Linked DNA regions of Mus musculus: region 2 is linked to region 1. A link is a contact called in public promoter capture Hi-C data. All regions are on one chromosome and are shown on one strand. The core of a region is the stretch at or near the end of the contact, and the rest is flanking DNA. Distances in the headings are between cores, read along the strand shown. Region 1 holds the start of Eci3 (enoyl-Coenzyme A delta isomerase 3). Region 2 overlaps Cdyl (chromodomain protein, Y chromosome-like).

What was found. Promoter capture Hi-C pulls out the DNA fragments that hold promoters and counts their contacts.
Region 2: a contact with region 1 is called in a promoter capture Hi-C map of hematopoietic stem and progenitor cells, with 2.5 times the contacts expected there. The contact joins the enhancer-like site here to the promoter of Eci3 in region 1. A contact is called at or near these places in 7 of 39 promoter capture datasets (the SN4741 cell line, cranial neural crest, embryonic stem cells and 4 more) and 7 of 115 datasets of contacts at active chromatin or transcription factors (bone marrow-derived macrophages, embryonic limb bud, embryonic midbrain and 2 more).

Annotation. Positions count from the first base shown.
Region 1 is chr13:34,961,944-34,965,516 of GRCm38.p6, forward strand. It overlaps Eci3 (enoyl-Coenzyme A delta isomerase 3), which reads right to left and starts at 1,866. Exons shown (of 9, transcript NM_026947.4): 1 at 1,811-1,866. It overlaps Gm16984 (a long non-coding RNA gene), which reads left to right and starts at 2,007. Exons shown (of 3, transcript XR_873227.2): 1 at 2,007-2,140; 2 at 2,681-2,893.
Region 2 is chr13:35,747,445-35,751,017 of GRCm38.p6, forward strand. The region is part of intron 3 of Cdyl (chromodomain protein, Y chromosome-like); the gene reads left to right. Among named protein-coding and RNA genes, the nearest start is that of Cdyl, 89 kb to the left of the region's middle. Within about 2 kb of position 1,922, at least 14 of the 459 cell types and tissues checked have an H3K27ac peak or open chromatin away from gene starts, as enhancers often do. A contact at or near this core is called in hematopoietic stem and progenitor cells, where this site is marked.

The DNA of each region.
Region 1 (3,573 bases), core at 616-3,115:
TATTTACTATGCATTTTTTTAAAAGTACAAACACTTTATGATGTTGCCAATGGCACCATTAATAATGACCTCCATATTGCTCTTATCTAGCAACTAAATGATAGTTGCTAAAACTCAGCCCATATTCAACTTTTTCCAGTTGTCCCAAAATATCTTCTCTGTGGATTTATTCTAATCAGAGGGGAATCGAGCAATGGACCAAACATCTGACTGCTAAATCTTTTACATTTTTTCAGGAGAGATACTTGGGGCTACCTTGTACTTTAACAGTATTTCAAGGCCTAACTCTAATAGAAACAGCAAAACAAACCAAAGCCTGCATGCATGCATCTCGTGTATGTATATATGTATGATATGTATGTATGTATGTATACCAGGGGCATGCCTTGTGACCACAGAGGTCTGAAACTAGAGTTAAGAGACAGCTAACATTGAAAATGTAAATAAGGAAAATACCTAATTTTAAAAAAATGTGAAACACCTCACAAATAGCAAGATGACAAATAAATAAATAAATAAATAAATAAAAACAGGAAAAAAAAAAGAGACAGCTAACTGCAACCCTATAGGTGGAACAACAATATGAACTAACCAGTACCCCGGAGCTCTTGTCTTTAGCTGCATATGTATCAAAAGATGGCCTAATAGGCCATCAGTGGAAAGAGAGGCCCATTGGACTTGCAAACTTTATATGCCCCAGTACAGGGGAATGCCAGGGCCAAAAAGGGGAAGTGGGTGGGTAGGGGGGTGGGGGGTATAGGGGACTTTTGGTATAGCATTGAAAACGTAAATGAGCTAAATACCTAATAAAAAAATGGAAAAAAAAAAGTAGGGTTGAAGGTGCTGAGAACCAATCCTGGATCCTCTTAGAGGAGCAGTAAGCACTTACTGCTGAGCTGTCTCTCCAGCCCACACATTTTTTTTTTTTTTTTAAACAATGTCAGATCTCAGGCTTACATTGCTTATCTAGTGCATAGAGTCTTAGCTGTACTTCGTTGCCTGGGTCCTCCATCTCAAGTCTCACTTGGTTCATTGCATTTTCAAAGTCCTGCTGACTGACTCTCGGCTTTGGTCTATCCAGGTTCACCTGAGCCACTGGTAACCTGAAGACCTGCAGAGACTACAAACACTGGTTTCTATTTGTTCCTTGCCCTTCATTTCTGCAGCAGGATTGCCGATTTGTCCCAAACCCTACAGAGCAAAATGCCATAGTTATATTCTCTCTCTGCTGTCCCAATAATCTAGTTTCAAATGATCACTGAATAAAATCTGTCTACAGATTACAGATTTTTTTCCTCTACATTTTATTTGAATTTGACAAGGGTTATTCCAAGGAGAGAGAAAAAAAAAGACGTTGTAAAATGTAAAGGCTCATTTAAAGCAAATTTATTCAAATGGAGTGTAGGTTTAGATTTTTGAGTTACCTCTCTCAACTAGGTCAACCAATTGCTTGAAACCCACGCTGGTGATAAGGGATTACGCATCTGCTGCGCTCCACTTAGCTAGCAATTGGTGCTTGGACAAAGTGTCACCTTCGCCAAGGCACTGTCTCCCTTAGGAAGTCGCCTGCAAGCCTGAGTGCTTTGGTGACATGAGGTCGCTGCTAGTCCAGGCTTTCTAGGCGGCCTGAGCACATCCATTCGTACAAGACAGGCGAGGTCACTCTTTAGAGCTCTCTCGCTGGGAAACCGTCAAAGCAATATCCTTCTGTCCTGCTAGCCAGACCAGATGACAGAGCGGGGCGGCTCCGCGGGCCCGCGACAAACCTCGCTGGAGACTTTGGGCCAGACAGTAGAGGCTGCAAGCTTACCTAGGACACCAGCACCGCGTACTCTTCTGCTCAAGGAAGGAAGTTAAAGCCAGCCTTGAGGACAAACAGAGCCGAGACGCTTAAGAATGGGTGGAATCGGTGGGAGGAACTGGGCAGGGGGCGGATCCAGAAGTGAATCCTGAGTGGAACGAAAGACTCCAGGAACAGAGGAAGGCAGAGGAAAAGTGAGACTGGGGGCGTGGTCTGAGTTGGGCCCGAGAAGGTTTCAGGGATGGGCACTTGGTTGAGGAAGCAGAAGCATGGCGCATGACTCTGGCCGCAGAGGACAAGGAGCTTTGGGCAGAGAAGGGCCTATGGGTGCAGAGTTCAGTGAGTGAGCTCTGGGAATTGGGTTCAAAGAACAAGGTGCAGGGGATTGGATGCAGAGGGTAGGGTGCGGGGCTTTGGGGTAGGAGGCAGAGAACCGGGTGCTGGGCAGAGAGGGGAGGGTGCTGAACGTAGCCGATAATGGACTTCCCCGCAGAGTGCTGGGTGCAGGGGCACACACCATGGTGTTCAGCTTTTTGCTTTTTATTTTAAAACATTTGTTTCGAGGCAAAAATCTCACGATAAATTGCCTCACTTAAACTTTGCTGATCCTTCTGTCTCTCTGCCTGTTAAGTGCTTGGATTACCGTGGACATCCCAACCTATTTTCGTTTAGAATTGGGGTGCCCAGCCTCTCTGGGTTTCTGCAGCCCATGGTTTCTCAGTCCAGACAGTGTTTTACGTGGGAAATCTCTGACCGTTGGTTCCATTCTCCCGTTGTGATCCTGCTCTCCAGAGCAGGTCTCTTAGGACTATTTCTGACTAGCAATTTGTTCAGCCCTTGCCTGCTGTTTATTAAACACCATTTTTCATCTCCGGACAGTCTGCTTGACAGGAGTGAACCGTTGAAACCCACGCTGGTGATAAGGGATTACGCATCTGCCGCGCTCCGCTAACTAGCAATTGGTGCTTGGACAAAGTGTCACCTTCGCCAAGGCACTGTCTCCCCAAGGAAGTCGCCTGCAAGCCTGAGTGCTTTGGTGACATGAGGTCGCTGCTAGTCCCGTGTGTTTCCACCTGTGACAACGACTTTGGGGTCAGTTGCCACCTTTTCTGTAAGCTGTCAGAAGGGTTAACTCTGGCTCTATGCTTCCAGGTATTTCTTTTACAGTAAGCCACAGCTCAAGCAAAGGAATTGGAACTTCCTTGAATTGAATTGAAAGCACCAGGGAAAGTGGTACCAAGGTGACTGTGATATCCCGCTGTGTAATTGCCGGGGAGGGACCTATTATGACTCTGTTAGGCACAAAGGACTTTGTACTCTTCATTCTCCCTCCTGTATCCTGCTTCGGTTTAGTGGTGCTGCTCATCTATGAAACTGGAAGAGAACGGACCGCTCCCCACCCCCAACCCCTTTCCTTCCCTCTCCTCTCCTCCCCTCCTTCCCTCTCCTTCCATGTCCTCTCCTCTCCTTTCCCTCTCACCCATCCCCTCTCCCCCTCCCTCCCCTCCTCTCCTTCCATCTCCTCTTCTCTTGTCTCTTGTCTTCAACCATTTTTTTCTCTCTCACCTGTAACCTCAGATTTTCTTCCTGCACCCTAGTTCCCCCAAAAACACTTCGGAGGCTTATCTATTTATGAGTAAATGCCTAAGCCATAAGCTTCAGCTTGTTCCCCAACAAGCTCATATTTTATATTAACCAGTTCAAAATATTCTATGTCTTCCACATGGCAATGACCACTCCTCGGTTTCATATGTCTGACCTCCTCAGAGTCC
Region 2 (3,573 bases), core at 672-3,171, 790 kb after region 1:
AACCCCTGCCCTGATAGAGTTCATTCCTAAGCCTTTCACGTTATTTTACTACAGCTGTTGCAAGCATGATGACATATTTCATTTTTCAGATACTTAAGTGTATAGAAACACTGCTGGTTTTTATATGTTGGTTTTGTATGCAAAAGGGTTTTTTGGTGTTATCTTTGGGGTTTTCTGTATGAAATGGTATTGTATACAAACACAGCTGAATTTCTTTTTAATCTGGATGACTGTTTTTCTTCTGCTCTGTCTAGGACATTCAGTATGCTTTGAGAGTGAATATCTGTCTTGCTCCAGGTTTTAGAGAAAGAGTGTGTGACTTTTACCTGTTGAATATGATGCTGTCCGTGTTCTTGTCATAGAGACCCTTTATTGGGTCGCTACTCCCTGAGGGCCTTTCTCCCGAAGGAAGGGATGGTGCTTTACCAAATGCTTTTCAGCGTCTATTGAAATGATCACATAGCTTCCATTCTCTGTTCTGTCTATGTGATGTATTTGTTTGTGGTTCAGCCAACCTTGCATCCCAGTATGAATCACTCTGCATGCTGGTGGATTAGTTTTCTTTTTTTAAATATTCCATTGAATTGGGTGTGCTAATATTTTATGGAGGATTGTTGCACCTATATTTATTCGGGGTATGAGTTGTAGTGTGCTTTTGTTGTGTTTAGGAGAGCTAAGTTGTGAAGCTGGCAGTCTTTGCATTCACAGGAGACATTTCCTTGCTTCATCTCCTTACTCAGGACTGACTTGTTTAGATTTTCTATTTCTTTATATCATTCCGTCTTAAATGTGTATGAATCTTCAAGTTTGTTTTCTTTTAGGTTATCCACTTGATTAGTGTATTGTTGTTCTAAGTCTTAACGAGTTTTGTATTTCTGTTTTGTTTTGCTTTTTACTTTGTTTGCTTGTTTGTTCAACTAAGGGTTTGTTGATAGGGATTTTAAAAATCTCCTTATCTTTTCACCTCCAGTTTCTATTTTAGTTTCTGCTCATTGTGGGTGATGCCATCCCTAGACTGGTATCCTGAATTCTGTAAGGAATCAGGTAGAGCAAGCCATGGGAAGGGAGCCAGTAAGCAGCATCCCTCCATGACCTTTGCATCAGCTCTTGTATCTAGGTTCCATCCCTGCTTTAGTTCCTGTCCTGACTTCCTCCGATGATGGATTATGATCTAGAAGTGTCAGCTAAATGAACCCTTTCCTCCCCAGCTTGCATTTTGGTCATGGTGTTTTCCTTGCAGCGGTAGAAACACTTAAGACACCCAGGGAAGGCTTTTTTTCTCAGCTTTCTTCAGTTGCTTAGTTTTCTGTATAAGGTTGGTGCCTGGTGAGCTTTCCCTGTGTACTGAGCATGTCCGGTGTTGTCCTTGCTCAGTTCATGTTTAGACAGTCATGTTGATGGACTTTATGGGTGTAGCTTCTGACATTTCTAGAAGACACAGTCTCTGGCTCTCACAACTCCCCCCCCCCCCCACGCCCACCCGATGACCAGGCCTTAGGTTTGAGATTTTATAGGTGTATAAGTTGGGACTGGGGTCCACTACTCTGCGTTTTGATAGGTTATTCTCTGTACTGTATCTGGCTGTTGCAAAGAGAAGTTTCTTTGATGAAGGGTGAGCACTTCACTTATTTTTGTGTATGAGGTCAAATGTGTAGAATGTAGTTAGGGATCATGCTGGTTTAGTAAAGTGGTGGTTGTAGGTTCTTCTCCAAGCTTCTGGCTTCATGAGCCCAAGGTAGTTGGCATGAGTTTCCTTTTGTTGAGCGGGCTTTAAGACCAATTAAGAGACCTGTTGGCTATTACCAAGGAAAGCCTGCCACTGCTACCCAGATAGTCTTTCTTGTACTGCCATGCTGGTCGTTGTGGCTCGTAGGTGTCATAGCTGGGTGGGACTGTTTGTCAGCTGCTTCCCTCCTGTGGAAGCTTATGTTGGTTCTTCTTTTATTATGAAGGCTAGTCCTCAAGGAGGAAGCTGTCAGGTCACTTCCTGCCCAAGGTCCTCCGGGCCCTCCAAGTTGCTTTTGGTATTGGTGTTTATCAGAGCAATAGAAAGCAAACTAGACATGTTATCTTTTTCCTAATACTAATTTTGTATGGTTTGCTTTGTGGTTACCATTGGGTTTACAAGATGCATGCCATAGGTATAGGAGATTATTCTTAGCTATTAACAACATAGATTTTAGTATAGTAATTATTAAATCTTTATGAATCTCATATAGATGTCTTTTGAACACATTCACACACACCACCATCGCTCCCCCTGACTCCCAACTTTCTTACCCGTTCCTCTGTTGTCTTAAATAACCCACTGAGTCTGTACACACACACACACACACACACACACACACACACACGACTACATATACACACTCAATGGGTTAGGGCCACCCACCAGGGCATACATAGTTGACTTATCAGGAGCCACACCCTTAAAACCTGACTGTCCCACGTGCTGAAATCGTCAGCTGTCTGTAACTTCAACTGTGCCTGGGACCTGGTGGACCTCTGGGTGCTCTGAAGCCAGAAGGTTGATTGGCATGTTCTTGTGGAGGTCTTGAGTTGAGTGCATCTGTCCTGTTAGGACCAGAGGACACAGGTTCACTCTGGTCCTCCTAAATGTCTTAAACATTTTTTTTCACCCTGTCTTTGGCCTTGTTATGTATGGCCCCTGAGCCCTGGGGTTTGGGGGGTGGGATGGTAGTGATGACTTAAGAAAAAAAAAAAACAGTTCATTGTTTTTGTTGTTGTTTTGTTTTGTTTTTCTCTTTATTTTTATTTTAATTTAATTTAATTTTATTTTCAAGACAGGGTTTCTCTATATAGCCCTGGCTGTCCTGGAACTCACTTTGTAGACCAGGCTGGCCTCGAACTCAGAAATCTGCCTGCCTCTGCCTCTCAAGAGGGGGTTAAAGGTGTGTGCCACCACTGCTCGGCTCTCTTATTTTTAAATGGGTTATTTTCTTGCAGCATTTCCAGGATAGGACTCCATCATCTGCTTTCTCATCACTCTTGAGGAGTTCATTTGTGTCTTTTCGGACCGAGTTTCATCATAGGAAACCAATCTCCTGACGGCCTTGGAGATCGTTTTTTACTTTGGCATTCTGTAGTTTTACTACATTGTACGCTGTATGACACTTGTATTGCAGACATGCTTGGTATATGTTACACTGCTTTTTGTGAATTTGTGTCCTATCTGTTATTGACTTATCTTATTCTTGTGTCTTATCTTACTCTGTCTTCAAATGTTGTTTCTTCTTTATACCCATACCTATTCTTCTGCTTCCTTTGTTGAGAGTCTTGCTATGTAGCCCTATCTCTCTTTAGAGATAGGCGGGCATCCTCTTGCCCTCAGCCTTCTCAGTGCTGGTACACACTCTGCTTCTGCTCCCTTGGACTCCACTGTTGAGTCTTCTTGGTGTCTCGTTATTGATTGGCCTCTCATTTCCATCTCCTTGACTGTGCTTCATTTTTGAACTTCCCTCGTTGTTGCTGATGGTTTTCTTTTTTGTGTGATAACCTTGTATCCCCTTGACCCTAGCTTATAGTTCTTTTGAACCGAGTTTACTTTGGTAA